Regions from separate parts of the Mus musculus genome. Here region 2 is linked to region 1. The links are chromatin contacts, called in public HiChIP or PLAC-seq maps. All regions are on one chromosome and are shown on one strand. The core of a region is the stretch at or near the end of the contact, and the rest is flanking DNA. Distances in the headings are between cores, read along the strand shown.

Region 1 (3,412 bases), core at 700-3,199:
CGCCGCTGCGCCCCTTCAGCCCGCCCAGCCACTCGCCGCGGTAGGTCCAGCGGCTCTTGCGCTCCACGCCCAGCCCTTCGCGCTTGCCCTGCTGCCAGTGGCCCTGGTAACTGTGTCCGCCGGGCCCCGTGAAGACACCCAGCGACTCGAAGCCGTGAGCCCAGCAGCCGCTGTACTCTCCCTGGGCGCCGGGCCCGGTGCACACGCCGTAGCCATGTGCCCGCCCCGCCTCCCAGCCCCCCACGTAGCAGCCCCCGTCGTCAAAGTCGAACTTGCCCCCGGGGGACATGCATGTAGTTGGCGCGGCCTCAGCCCCCCGGCAGCTCAGCGCATCATGGGGCTGGAGAGCCGGCTGGGGGCCTGGGGGCCGGGCGAGGCTTGGGGGCGGGGGCAGTTAGACCGGGGCTGGGCGGAGGGGCCCCAGCGCGGGCAGGCAGGGCCGGACCCTCATCCTGAGTGGCTGCGGAGAAAGAGGGGTGCAAGTGGAGAGCGAGGCAAGTGGAAAGCGAGGTCCCCTTCTTTGCCAGCCGCTCCCCTGCCGGTAGCTTTAGGGCATCAGCACCGCCCTCCAGCCCTCCTCCCATCCCCCCTAGGCAGCATCTTTTAGCAGCTCCCAAGCGGTGAGGGCAAGGGGGCTTTCCCATCCCTCCCAACTTGTAGAGGGCGCCTCCCGGGACTTGGGGTCCCAGCGCTGATCCCGAGTCCTACTTTTCCAACCCAGAACCCCAGAGTGTGGAGCGTGGATGGCAGTTGGAGGTGGGGGACCTGGGAGGGGCCAGGGCAGGGTCTTCCGACACCTGCTTTCCTGGCGATTTGGACCCCTCTGCCTGGATTCTTTGGCTCCGCTAGCAAACCCGGGTGCGGGGGAGGCAAGGGGGTAAAAATGTAGCTAGCTAGAAAGCCGGCCCCAGGTGGGCCGATGGTAGAATGGGGATGTTGGGGGTGGGGTGGGGGATGAGGGTAGGGATGGGCAGACTGGCGAAAGGGAGGGGACAGGTTACTCACCATGTGTGCTGGGGCTCAGGCTGCCTCCCAGGCGCAGTTTCCATGGCAGGGTCCCTCCACTCACACCTCACCAGGACAAGCCAAGCCCCCTTCCCTTCCGGAGAGACTGCTACAACCCAGAGAAGGAAGGTGGGGGAGCTATGGGAGAGTCCCTTTTCCTCGGCTGAAGGTGCAGGCTAGTGTGGGGGGTGAGGTAGTGGCAGGGTGGAGGGGATGAGAATAAGTGTAGGGGGAAAAAAATCTGTCTTGAACGGAGACAGCGAAGAGGAGCTGGGGGCTGGATGGGAAAGGGGAGGGGGCTATCAAGAAGGGGTGTTTTTATTTTTTTCTTCTTATGGTTGGGAGAGGAAAAAAAAAATCAAAATTCCAATTCCATCCCAGCACAAATCAATGTTTGCTCCAAACCCAGCATCAAGGGGGAGGCTGGGCCAGGCAGATTTAAAGGGGCAGAGAGAAGCGGAGAGGAGAGGGTGGGGAGAGAGTCAGTGGCAGTGGGGGTGGTGCGAGGATGCTCAGGCAGAAAAAAAGGGGGTTCGCTACCCCTGAGGTGAGGGAGAAGGCAGGCGGAGAGGAGAATGGAAGGCTCAGAGACCCCCACGGTGGAAAGAAACCGTGGCATGCAGGCAGGGAGTGGAGTGAGGTGGAGGGAGGGGAGGGGAGAGGAGCTAGGGGGAGGAGTCTTAAGATGGGGAGGCAGGGGGAGGCCAGAGCCAGGCGGGGGAGGAGAGATGCTGGGGAGACCGGGAGTGCGAGAGGAATACAAAGAATGAGGTGCAGGGGTGAGAGCTATGGCAGGGGGAGATATAGCCGGCATGGGAGATGGCGAGGGAGACCCATTCCAGGACTCTTGAGAGATAGCTAGGGAGAGAAGTCAAGGGTGGAGGGAAGGAGGGGAGCAGAATCACATAGGGAGAAGAAGAGAGCGAAATAAGGCTCGCGACGAGCGGGAGAAAGCTCTGCAGAGAAAGGGCAGGCATGAGAATAGAAATCCCGGCAGGAAGAGCCCACATGGAGACAGGAGGTCCGGAAGTGGTGTTTATGAGGACCCTGGGGAGAGGGATGAACCTGCCAGCTGCTTGGCCGGAAGCCAGGAGGCATTTGAACGTGGATACCTCTGCCCATTCAGCTCAAACTCCTCCACCAGACAGCGCCCACCCTGTCACAGTTTTAGAGGTAGCTTGAGATGGGGCCCTGTCTGGAGGCCCCACTAAGCTAATGCACACAATATTCCGCGGACACCAACAGTTTGTCTAGGATGGGCCCTCTGAAGGGAGTGTTGGTATGTTCATTAAGGGGGCTCAAATTTGAGGAGGCCACCAAGATCTTAGGGCTCTGGAGTCTTCTCTTTCACAACACAGCAAATTACACAAGTTTGCTTGAGCAGGCTTTTGCTGTGGCCCCTTAAGCCCATCATCGACCTCTTCGAGTCCACTCTCCAGATTGACAGCACAAGTAGACCACACAGGTATTCACGTACTGCATTCCCTCCCTTCTCAGCTTCCTCTGGCCTGCCCCTGCGTGTTTACAGGGAAGGAGGCACCAGTGTGCTCAATTGCCTTTCTTTCCCCATAGGACCTAGTCCCCGCTGCCCACCCCTCATCCCCACACCTGATTTAAAGAGATCCAGAGCCCCGAGGGGGAAGTCATTCACCAAGGGGCACACTGGCAAAGTTGGCAAAGCTAGAAGTAGAACACTAAACGCAGACTTTTATTTTTGTTGGTGTTGGGAACGGAATTCTGGTTCTTGGGATAAAGCGCGTGCTCTATCACTGGGCTCTAGCTGGCAGCTTGGTGTCTTTCGAGCCCTTCAGTTCTTCCAGATGTCTGTGCTTGGGAGCATCCCCTAAAGTCAGGGTTACATTGGGTACTTTGGTAAAATAAAGAGTATGAAGATCGAAATAAACAGGGATTTCTCTTGTACACACACACACAGGCACATGTGTGTGCATACTACACACTATGTATATATTAGTGGGGTGGTGGTGTGTGCATGTGTCAGAGAGAGAGAGAGAGAGAGAGAGAGAGAGAGAGAGAGAGAGAGATATCAGAGGAAGTCCTTGTCTTCTGTCTTGTTGAGATAGCTCTTGTCTCCTCTGTGTAATGTACTCCAGGCTAGTTGGCCTGATCCTCTTGTGGACTCCCATCTTTCCTTAGGAGTGCTAGGCTTAGATGTGGGCCACTGCATCTGGCTTCTCACCTAGGATCCATGGATTGAGCTCAGGCTGTAGGCTTGTGTGTCTGCTGAGCTATATCCCTAAATCACATTGTGTTTTTCTAGAAGTTTCTCCAGGGCAGAGACTACTCTTTTTTTTTTTTTTTTTTTTAAAACAGGGTCTCATTATGTTCCCCAGGCTCCTCCTTCATCCTCCCCGAGTGCTGGGATTACAGGCACAGCCACCTTAACATC
Region 2 (2,938 bases), core at 296-2,795, 69 kb before region 1:
CTCCCTCTCCACACACACACACACACACATACAGGGGGATTTATTACGATGACTTACAGGCTATTGACCAACAAATCCAACAACAGCAGGCTATAAACAGAAGATCCAAGAATCCACAAGTTGCTCGGTCCACAAGGCTAGATGCCACAGTTGGTCTTCTATAGATGCTAGAATCCCAAAGAAGTAGGCTGTAACACCAGTAAAGGAATGAACTTGCTAATAAGGCAAGAGCAAGTAGGCAAAGAGCAAGTGCTTTCTTCTTCAGGGTCCTTGTATATTGGCTTCCAGCAGAATACATGCCCCAGATTAAAGGTATGTCCTCCCACCTCCCATCTTCATGAACTAGAAGTATATTTACCAGATTAGAAGTGCAACCAGCAAACCCAGTAGCCCTCCTGTCATGCAGAAAAACAAGAAAAAAAAAAAAAAAAAAAAACCTCACAGGTGTGCCCTCCATTCTGGATTTTGTTGTTCATCCCAAATGTGGTCAAGTTGATAACCAAGAATACCCATCACAGCCAACAAAGACCGGGAAGGCCAGTGGCCGGCTGTGCAGTTATATAGGAAATATCAAAGTACAAAGGCCCTAACATGGGTGCACATCTGGGTGGGAGGGTGAAAGTAGGTAGTTCATGTTGGGAACCTCTAGAAGTAATGGGCACTGAGTACTTTCCATTCCTCTGTTTGGCCCCTGTGCCTCACTCTAGATGCTCATCCCTTGCCAGCCTCTCCTTCCTCGCCGATGCTGATAGGAAGCTTAGAGAATACTAGTTAGGCCGGGCATAGTGACACATGCCTTTAATCCCAGTACTTGGGAGGCAGAGGCAGGCAGATCTCTGAGTTCGAGGCCAGCCTGGTCTACAGAGTGAGTTCCAGGACAGCCAGGGCTACACAGAGAAACCCTGTCTCAAAAAAAAAAAACAAAAAAAAAACAAAAAAAAAAAAAAAAAAAAAAAACCAAAAAAACCTCACCAACCCCAAAACAAAACAAACAAACAAAAAAGAGAATACTTGTTAGGCAGAGTGCTGGTTCCAGAAGACAATATCCAGTTTATCAGTTTGAATTGTATAGCTGACTGCTACTATTGTAGGGAGCTGGCCAGGCTTCACAGGGTAATTTGATAATTCCATAGCCATCGTGTGTACCGTAGCTCTGTAATGCCTCTGCTACTGACAATGGCTCTGTGCTGAGGTGCCTGAGAGGTAGAATAGACTCTGGAAGGGAAGGTGAACTGGGTTGGAATCCACGATTCCAGTGAGCTAGAGTTTTGCCTTCTCATTCACAGGAAAAGGAATAATTTAGCAGATAGCTTTCTTTAAAACTCTGTCCTGAGGTTTGGGTTGTGGTTAGTGGTAGAGCCCTAGACTATCATGCCCCCATCTTGGTATGAGTGCTCTTCAAGGATGTTAATGAAACAGCTCTCCTAGCTGCTCTTAGCTTGCACTCATGTCTTTATCGGGGTGACCCAGGGACTATATATGAACTTTGGAGAGTGAGAAGGCATTTTCAGGTTGAATGAAACAGTTGGCTGGAGTTTAAAGTCCTGTGAATGCCTATTCATATGGAGAGATAGGTATTCTAGGAATCCCAGGTACTTGCTGGGCAGGCTTAGTGGGAAAGAGGAAGCTGAACTTGTAGGTTTGCCAAGGACTATGTGACATTCCTCTTCAGGTAGAAGATTATGGGTCAGGATCCCCAGATCAGGCAGAGAAATGGAAGCCCCACTAAGAAAAGAGAGTCCTCCATTTTACACGGTGCTCAGAGAAACTATCCAGACATGGTAGACTGTAAGTAGCTAGGTATAACACCCATTTTTTTTCGTGTGTGTGTGTGTGTGTGTGTGTGTGTGTGTAGAACAAACAACTGTATCCTGTGAGAATTTCTAGTTTCTAATTTCTTTTCTCTCACTTCTGAGAAAGGGACTTCACTTTGTCCCCCTTTATCCATGAATGGGCCAAGAAAAGATGAGCTGTACGGAATTGGGTCTTCATGAGAGTGATGTTCCGAAGCTGACAGAGGCCTGGCTTAGTGTCTCTTTGTGCCAGTGGGTCACATGTCCCAGCTGACATAAAACGTCTTCTGGCTGGAGGGATGGCTCTGTGGGTTAGAGCACTTCCTGCTTTTGCAGAGGTCCCAGGTTTGATTCCCAGCGTGGCAGCTTGTAATTGTCCGCAACTCCAGTCCCAGAGGATCCAATGCCATTCTGGTTTCTTTGGGAACTGGGACACACATGATACACATGCATGCAGGCAGGCAAACACACACACACACACACACACACACACACACACACACACACACACACACACTCTCGCACTCACACGGGGTGGGGGCGGGGTTGTTGAATCCTGAGGTCAGTGACACAGAGGTGAAATGGCCTCAGGGATTTAGCAAAGTGAATAGAGAAAGGGAAATTGGTATGAACACGTCTGGAGTCTCAGATACTGTGGGCTTGAGGTTGGGGTAGAGGATAGAGGTATAGTATGAGCCATTCCAGAAGAGAGGTCGCAGAGAGCTAGAACAAAGTTCTAGGTCAGGATGTCCAGGACATTTGGGGGCACTGTGTGAAGCACAAGCTGCTGTTACAGCCTAACACACTCAAGGCGTGTGGGGTAGTCTCCTGAAGCCCCCAGACGCTGTGGGGTCCAAAAGCAAGGGAAGTTAAGGGCAGGCCAGAAAAAAGAGGGGCTGTGGAGCCTCTCAGGAGCTGTGTGTAATTGACAAACTCTCTCCTGAGGCTGAGGTCACTGAGGTCAAGCAATACCCACCCAGATTCCCAGCTGACTCTGTTAAACCTGATGGTTGCTAAGGACTCTGTCCTCTGAAAGTGTTGGTCTGTCTGTGCTGGCTAATTCTTTTTTTGTTGTTGTTTTTTGTTTTTTGAGACAGGGTTTCTCTGTGTAGCCCTGGCTGTTCTGGAACTCACTCTATAGACCA

The links. HiChIP or PLAC-seq counts read pairs in DNA pulled down with a chosen protein or histone mark.
Region 2: a contact with region 1 is called in an H3K27ac HiChIP or PLAC-seq map of embryonic stem cells, with 5 read pairs. The contact joins the enhancer-like site here to the promoter of Jph4 in region 1. A contact is called at or near these places in 9 of 39 promoter capture datasets (the C10 cell line, the HPC-7 cell line, cranial neural crest and 5 more), 10 of 484 Hi-C or Micro-C datasets (8-cell embryo, cerebral cortex, embryonic stem cells and 2 more), 15 of 115 datasets of contacts at active chromatin or transcription factors (the HPC-7 cell line, bone marrow-derived macrophages, craniofacial prominence and 8 more) and 3 of 9 other capture datasets (adipose tissue, liver and pancreatic islet).

Annotation. Positions count from the first base shown.
Region 1 is chr14:55,114,986-55,118,397 of GRCm38.p6, forward strand. It overlaps Jph4 (junctophilin 4), which reads right to left and starts at 1,950. Exons shown (of 6, transcript NM_177049.5): 1 at 1,006-1,950; 2 at 1-460. The coding sequence starts at 289.
Region 2 is chr14:55,046,781-55,049,718 of GRCm38.p6, forward strand. No RefSeq gene overlaps it. Among named protein-coding and RNA genes, the nearest start is that of Ngdn, 33 kb to the left of the region's middle. Within about 2 kb of position 1,546, at least 10 of the 459 cell types and tissues checked have an H3K27ac peak or open chromatin away from gene starts, as enhancers often do. A contact at or near this core is called in 8-cell embryo and embryonic stem cells, where this site is marked.